Regions from separate parts of the Mus musculus genome. Here region 2 is linked to region 1. The links are chromatin contacts, called in public HiChIP or PLAC-seq maps. All regions are on one chromosome and are shown on one strand. Each heading gives the region's core, a stretch centred on a gene start, on an enhancer-like site or on the middle of the called end of the contact. The rest is flanking DNA. Distances are from core to core; before and after follow the strand shown.

The links. HiChIP or PLAC-seq counts read pairs in DNA pulled down with a chosen protein or histone mark.
Region 2: an H3K4me3 HiChIP or PLAC-seq map of pro-B cells shows a contact between it and region 1, with 5 times the contacts expected there. The contact joins the promoter of Ccdc42 here to the promoter of Ctc1 in region 1. A contact is called at or near these places in 1 of 39 promoter capture datasets (cranial neural crest) and 3 of 115 datasets of contacts at active chromatin or transcription factors (craniofacial prominence, extraembryonic endoderm stem cells and pro-B cells).

Annotation. Positions count from the first base shown.
Region 1 is chr11:69,013,703-69,017,279 of GRCm38.p6, forward strand. Ctc1 (CTS telomere maintenance complex component 1) reads left to right here and starts at 2,209. Exons shown (of 23, transcript NM_001013256.2): 1 at 2,209-2,463. The coding sequence starts at 2,431.
Region 2 is chr11:68,585,343-68,588,669 of GRCm38.p6, forward strand. Ccdc42 (coiled-coil domain containing 42) reads left to right here and starts at 1,695. Exons shown (of 7, transcript NM_177779.3): 1 at 1,695-1,955; 2 at 2,295-2,400; 3 at 2,835-2,939. The coding sequence starts at 1,873. It overlaps Ccdc42os (coiled-coil domain containing 42, opposite strand), which reads right to left and starts at 1,615. Exons shown (of 2, transcript NR_155283.1): 1 at 594-1,615.

The sequences.
Region 1 (3,577 bases), core at 959-3,458:
GTATCGTTCAAGCTGTCCTTGACATAATCTTTCTAGGTGGCTGAAACTACAACAAACCACCACACTGGCTCCAAACGGTTTTTTTTTTTTTTCCTGATTTTTCGAGACAGGATTTCTCTGTGTAGCCCTAGAACTCACTCTGTAGATCAGGCTGGCCTTGAACTCAGAAATCCGCCTGCCTCTGCCTCTGCAGTGCTGGGATTAAAGGTGAGTGCCACCACGCTCGTGCCACCACGCTCGGCCAAACTTTTCTTTTATCAAGAGCTTATGAACCTGTCCTGCTGATACAAGCCTATAATCTCCCCAGAGGAGACAGGAAGATCAGGGGTCCCCCTTGGCCAAAGAGCAAATTCAAGATCCAATATGGTGCTATAGGATACACCACCTGTCTCAAAACAACAAACACAACAGAAACATAAAACAACAAAACAAAACAAAAACAAACAAACAAAACCTCTAAAAAGCCTGTTACTGAAGGCAATGCTAGTCATTGACTAGGTAGCTCCATTTTGCTTTTAAGTAGACACTGGGTGTTTATTTATCATTTTCTTTTTTCCTTCCTTATGAAGTTGAGTCTTTCCTCCCTTCAGTAAATTTGAATGTCAGGATCAACAGGCCTGCTTGAAGAATGTCTTAAAAGAAACTAATAAAACCCCTTAAACAGAGACTCTCTTGTGCTACAAAATCTTTAGTTGAGACACGGCTACTAGGGTGGGGCTTTTGCCCCAACTTCTCTTTCATCACCACAGTGCATATTTCATGACAGAAGGAGTTGTTTGCATCAAAAGTGAAGCTGAATGAAGGGATACAGTAATTTGCAGGTGTAATACTTTGTTGTTTTTCTTTTGTTTGTTTGTTTCCAAACAGGGTTTCTCTGTATAGCCCTGGATGTCCTGGGACTCACTCTGTAGACCAGGCTGGCCTGGAACTCAGAAATCCACCTGCCTCTGCCTCTGCCTCTGCTGGGGTTAAAGACATGCGCCACTACTGACTGGCTACTTTGTTGGTTGTTTTTTTTTTTTTTTTTTTTAATGTAACCCTGGCTGCTTTAAACTCAGGAAGATTCTCCTGCCTCCTGAATGCTGGGATTACTGCACTGCCACATGGTTCCTTTTCTATCTTGCTTTTTATGTGTTTGAGTGTTTTGCTTGCATGAATGTATGTGTACCACGTGTGCAGTTACTCAAAAGGTAGCGCCAGAGCCGGGCCACCTTTAATCCCAATACTCGGGAGGCAGAGGCAGGTGGATTTCTGAGTTCGAGGCCAGCCTGGTCTACAAAGTGAGTTCCAGGACAGCCAGGGCAATAGAGAGACCCTGTCTCGAAAGACAAAAAAACAAAACAAAACAAAACAAAACAACAACAACAACAACAAAGGTAGCGCCAGGTCTCCTGGAACTGGAATGCCAGACAATCTCCTCGCTTTGCTTTTTCTTCCTTTCTTCTTCCTTTCTTCCTTCCTTTCTTTCTTCCTTCCTTCCTTCCTTCCTTCCTTCCTTCCTTCCTTCCTTTCTTTCTTTCTTTCTTTCTTTCTTTCTTTCTTCTCCATATATTTTGCCTGTTTTCCCGTCAATCTCCTTGCCTCAGAACAAGAGGGTTTTTGTTTTGTTTTCTTCAATGAATATACCCCGATCCTATGTGCCTGCCACATAGATGAATTCTGTTTCCTCCGCCAGTACTGAGCTCTTGATTGCCTGACTGACTGAATTAGGAAAAGCAAAGGCTTTCATGAATTGAGTCACATATGGCCACCAAATTCTTTAGCAAAAATTAGTTCTAGACATTAGAGTAAAAAACAAATTTAAAAAGACTTGCTAAATGCAGCAGTGGCTTAAGTCCACTGCACATATCACATATGCTAATGGTGTCCCGTGGCTCCCTTTTTTGTCCTCACTTCGTAGTTCTGGCTGGCCTGAAATTCACTATGAAGAGCAGGTTAGGCTGAAACTCAAAACTCGCAGAGATCCCCCTGCCTCTGCACCCGGATTGCTGGGATTAAAGGCACATGCGATATCCCATCTAGTCTGTGGCTACTTTTAAATTGCACATCTCTGCTTGACAAGATCAGGGAGACTGAAAATTTTAGGTGTTATGAGCCAAGTGACTGTGCGCTCGAGCGGTCTCCCGCCCGCCCCACCCCACGTGAAACACTAGGATCCGGACGCGCCGTCACTATAGAAGGAAAACAGGCCAGATCTGGTGACGCACATCTGTAATTCCCGCCTTTAGGAGTCAGAAGCGGAAGGGTCGCTGCAAATTTAAGGCCAGTAGGCTCCTTACGGCAAGTTCACCGCAAAAGGTCCCTGACGCCCCAGTACCCTGGTGGATGCAGAGGGAAGAGGCAGTGCTGCTCCCTGACGTCACAGGTTCCCTCCCGTGAGCACTTGCGCCCGGAGTTCGCGCGTTCTTCAGGGTAGGGGTTTGGCTCATCATGGCTGCTTGCCGAGCACAACCACCTACCTCCGTGAGTGCTGTTTGTGTGATTCTCGTGGGTTTTTTGTTTTGTTTTCCCTTCTTGTCCTGAATTTCTTTTCTTCCTATACTCCTTCCATCCATTGCCCATGGTCTTGGCCTGGGGAGCGGAGGCTTTTCCGGCCCTTTGTTCCAGGGTCGACCTAGCCTGGAATACGTCTCCGCCCACTGTCGAAGGTTTACGCTCTGTGGGAGATTAGCCTTGCTGGTTGTTGTGGTTACAGGGGCCCTCTGATTTAGCTGGTTTGGGAAAGGAGAAACGCCCCAGTCCTTGGATGGGTACCCCGGTTAGCTAAGCGGGAAAGCATCAGAAAACGGTACTAGGCAGCAGAAGCCATTTTGCTAAGCAAGAGTTAAAGCAAATATCGTTTGAAAAGCTAAATGCCATTGGGTGGAGGTGGAGGGGTCAGAAGGAATAGTGAACTGTCTTGACTTGCTAAGCAACAACTTCTTGGTAGTTGTTAGTGGTCTTTTTATGACAGCGTCACGTTAACATCACCTGGTGCTTGCTATGTAATTCACTGGGCTAGCCTCTACATGTCTCGCACTTGGTGGCCCTTTTTGGACAAAGGAGTGGTTGTTTGAGATTTGGGTCTTACTTTACTGAAGTGTACTGTGGACGGTTGAGCTGAAAGACCATGGTTGAAAACAGAGTCTATGGTATCTTCTTCCACTACAGCAGTGTTAGTGTTGGGGTACCAGAGGTAAAGAGAAGGCCAAGCATGGTGGTTTACACCTTTAATCCCAGCACTGAGAGGCAGACAGATCTCTTGTGAGTTCGAGGCCAGTCTACATAGTGAGTTCCATGACAGCCAGCGCTATGATGAGAAACCCTGTCTTGAAGAACAAACAAACCCAAAGGAGTAAGACATTAGAATTTAAAGGGGTGGATATTGTAAATGACAGGGAGCCAGTTAAGGAGTAGCCAAGGATTCAAGCTAGCTGGCTGATCAGTGAACATGGCTTTAGTGCTGGAGTGGTTTTAAAGAGGACATTTGTGCTGCAGTGCTGGGCAGAGTGATGAGACCAGCTCTCAGGAGAGAGAACTCTCAGCTAAAGGAGAGATCCTTGAGCAACAGTCCTCTTTTAAAGGTCGTTCGTTCAAG
Region 2 (3,327 bases), core at 445-2,944, 430 kb before region 1:
TTAAGGGCAGCAGCATCACTTGGCCCCTCCAAACCGAGCTATCACGTGAGGTAAGAAGTGGAGGGCATAGAGACATCCCTAATGGATGGTGTCAAACTGTCCTAGTTAGGGTTTTTACTGATGTGAACAGACACCATGGCCAAGGCAACTCTCCTAAGGACATTTCATTGGGGCTGGTTCACAGGTTCAGAGGTTCAGTCCAGCATCATCAAGGCAGGGGCATGGCAGAGCCCAGGCAGGCAAGGTGCAGGAGGAGCTGAGAGTTCTACATCTTCATCTGCAGGCTGCTAGAAGACTGGCTTCCAGGTAGCTAGGACAAGGGTATTAAAGCCCATGTCCAAGGTGACACACCTACTCCAATAAGGTCACACTTCCTAATAGTGACACTTTCTACCCCAAGCATATACAAACCATCACACAAATTAACTGGATAAAGAACACACACACACACCTTTTGTGAAACTTAGAAATAATTTGCCTTATTGTCATTTTGCTGGGTCTATATCTGGAGTTGGGATTAGGGATTTACGGTGGGCTGGGGGTGATGAGGGGATAGATGGGTGAGATCAGAGTGGGTGGGCTTTTTTCTGTACCTTGAGGAGAGACCAAAGGTGAAACACGAGCAGGACACTCTCTTCCTCACAACAGGGATTTGGAGAGCTAGAGGAAGCAGCATGCCAGGTGACCCACAATTTAGCCTGCAAGCTCTGTCCTTGGCTCCAGCCAGAGACCCCCAGCAATCCTACCTCAGCCCGCTGGGAGGAAGGGCAGGGAGGGGTCAGCACCCAGGGCCTAGTGCCAGCAGAGGTCACTATAGTGCTGTTTCACCCAGGGACCCAACCGTACACAGCTTTAACCTCAAGTCAAATAAGTATTTAAATATGCATGTGTCCTCTGGAATGGAGGAAGGCAGCCATAAGAGGTAAACCATTTAAACAAGGGACCTATTCCATTACCCACCACACCTGCACTTATAGCTCAAAAGAGTATTTTATCTGTACTTAATAAACTCCGTCTTATAATAAAGGGACCTTGCCTTGCCTTGGTCCCTTTCCAAGCGGCCAGGAGCTGTATGCCCCTACATCTCTTTGGCCCACTACTTTGTTCTAATGCGTCTCATCATTTCCCCACTTTTCACACTTCTCTGTCCACCTCTCCCTGTCCCTGGTCGTCTCTCTGCTGCTTTTGCTCTTTACCATCCATCTGCCACCCAATCTCGTCTTCCCCCTCACCTAACCCTAGGAAAGAGGTGCCCGGGAGTCAGCTTCACAGATCGGACTCCTCTGTCAGGCTTTCATTCTCTGTGGCAAATGGTCATACCCTGCCTCCCTACCCGGTAAAGGAGCAACTGGTAACGTAATCAGAGTTCCTGAAAGGTGCCCTCGGGAACAGAGAGGCCACCTCAAGTGAGTGAGGTTAGCCGGGCAGTGGTGATATACACCTTTCCTCACAGCACTCAGGCAGCAGAGGCAGGCAGATTTCTGAGTCCAAGGCCAGCCTGGTCTACAGAGTGATTTCCAGGACAGCCAGGATTACACAAAGAAACCCTATCTTGAAAACAAAACAAAGAGAGAGGTGGGTGGGGAGTTAGTGGGTTCATAGGTTAGAGGGCAAACCGTGGGTGCCTCAGAACCAGGCAGCTTGTTGCTAGGTAACCAGATCTCCTATCACCGCAAGAGCACAACATACTAAAGCAGCCTCTAGCTGGTTTCTGCTGTGTCTCTCAGCTACCCACTCTCTGTGGGACTTTGAAAGCAGCAGGAGGAGAGGAGACCGAGAATCCAGCCACTAACCCCTGAGTGCCCTGTGGCACTGTCACTCACCATTTCACTTTGAAAAGTAGGCCACCGGGGCTGTTAGGTAGCTGCCACCATGAGTTTGGGCATGATGGAAGAGGAGGACTTGGCCGAATACTTCCGGCTACAGTATGGGGAGCGGCTGCTTCAACTGCTGCAGTAAGTGCTTGGTATATAGCCTGTCTGTCTCGCCTCTGAGCTTGGGACCACTCTTACCCTCATGATGATGCTCTGCTGCCAGGTCTTTCCTCTCCTACAGCCCAGTGCTCCTAATTGCCTTACCCCATGACCCAACTCCACCCTGACTCTGGGCCCCCATCACTCAATCGCCCCCAAAAAGCCCTCGTAGATCTCTCTCTTCTCACACAGCTCCTTTCATTAAGGTGAGAGTGGAGACCTCTTTTCCTTCCCATGGGCATCCATCTCTGAGGTGCTCCCTACCCGATCCTGCTCCTGCCTCTCAGAGGGTCCTGTTCCCTTTTCGTTGTTCTCGGGCAGGAAGTTCCCAAATGTTGAGGAGCAGTCAGACTCCCCATCTATCCAGCTCCTGGAGAAGAAGAAAGAGGCCAAGATCATGCAGGAGGCCATGGAACATAAGAAGGAGGTGAGGTGGGGAGTTGGGGGTGATAAGGGTAGGGGTTCAGGGTAGGGAATGGATTGGCTGAGGCTCGAGGTTAATGGATGGTGGGCCCTCGCTTTGGGGGTAGGGTGGCTACAACTGGTTCTGGACTCTTTCCTCCACAAAGAACAGAAAGGGTCTGAGTCTTGGGGGAACTAGGGTCATGGGATACTATACTAGGATCTCTGTACAGGATAGAGAGTGCAAACTACAAGTCCTTCTGTAACTACGTTTCATTTGAAGAGTTGGGGATTTAACTCCTAGCGACTTCTTTTCCACTGAGCTACATCATCAGCGTTCCAAGAGCCCCCCAGGCTAAAGGATAAAAAAACACTTTGGGCAAATGATGTTAGACTCTTTCTGAGAGCCCATGTCAGGTGGCTGGCTCTCTGACTTTCACCTTCTCACATGCCCTACAGGCATTCCAACGGAGAATGGAAACGCTGAACTTGCGCTGGGAAGAACTAGGTATTAAGGAAGAGCAGCTGAAGGCCCATATCCAGAAGTTCGAGCAATTCATCCAGGTATGAAGTGGGGTGACCTGCAGAAGGCAGAGACTTTACACTGCACTGGGCCAGGTGGTTCTTCCCCTCTACTTGACTTTGTGGGCTCCCCACGCTCCCGACCTCCGGGATTAAAGGTGTCTTCCCTGGTCCAGGAGTGCCTGATCTTTCCCAGGCATCTTCTATATTCTATCTACCTCTATCTGAGATGTCCCGTTTACCTGCCAGTCTCTTCTCTCTACTTGACCCTTTCCTGTTTCCTTGCCAGTACCCAGGTGGCTGGGTGGACGAGTGGATCTGATGGATACAGAAGTGAGTCAGGGGCTTGGTCACTCCCTCACTGTATCCCTCCCTCTTTGTCCTTGCATTGAAAGCAAGGGACAGATGAAGGCAGGAAACCATTGCAATG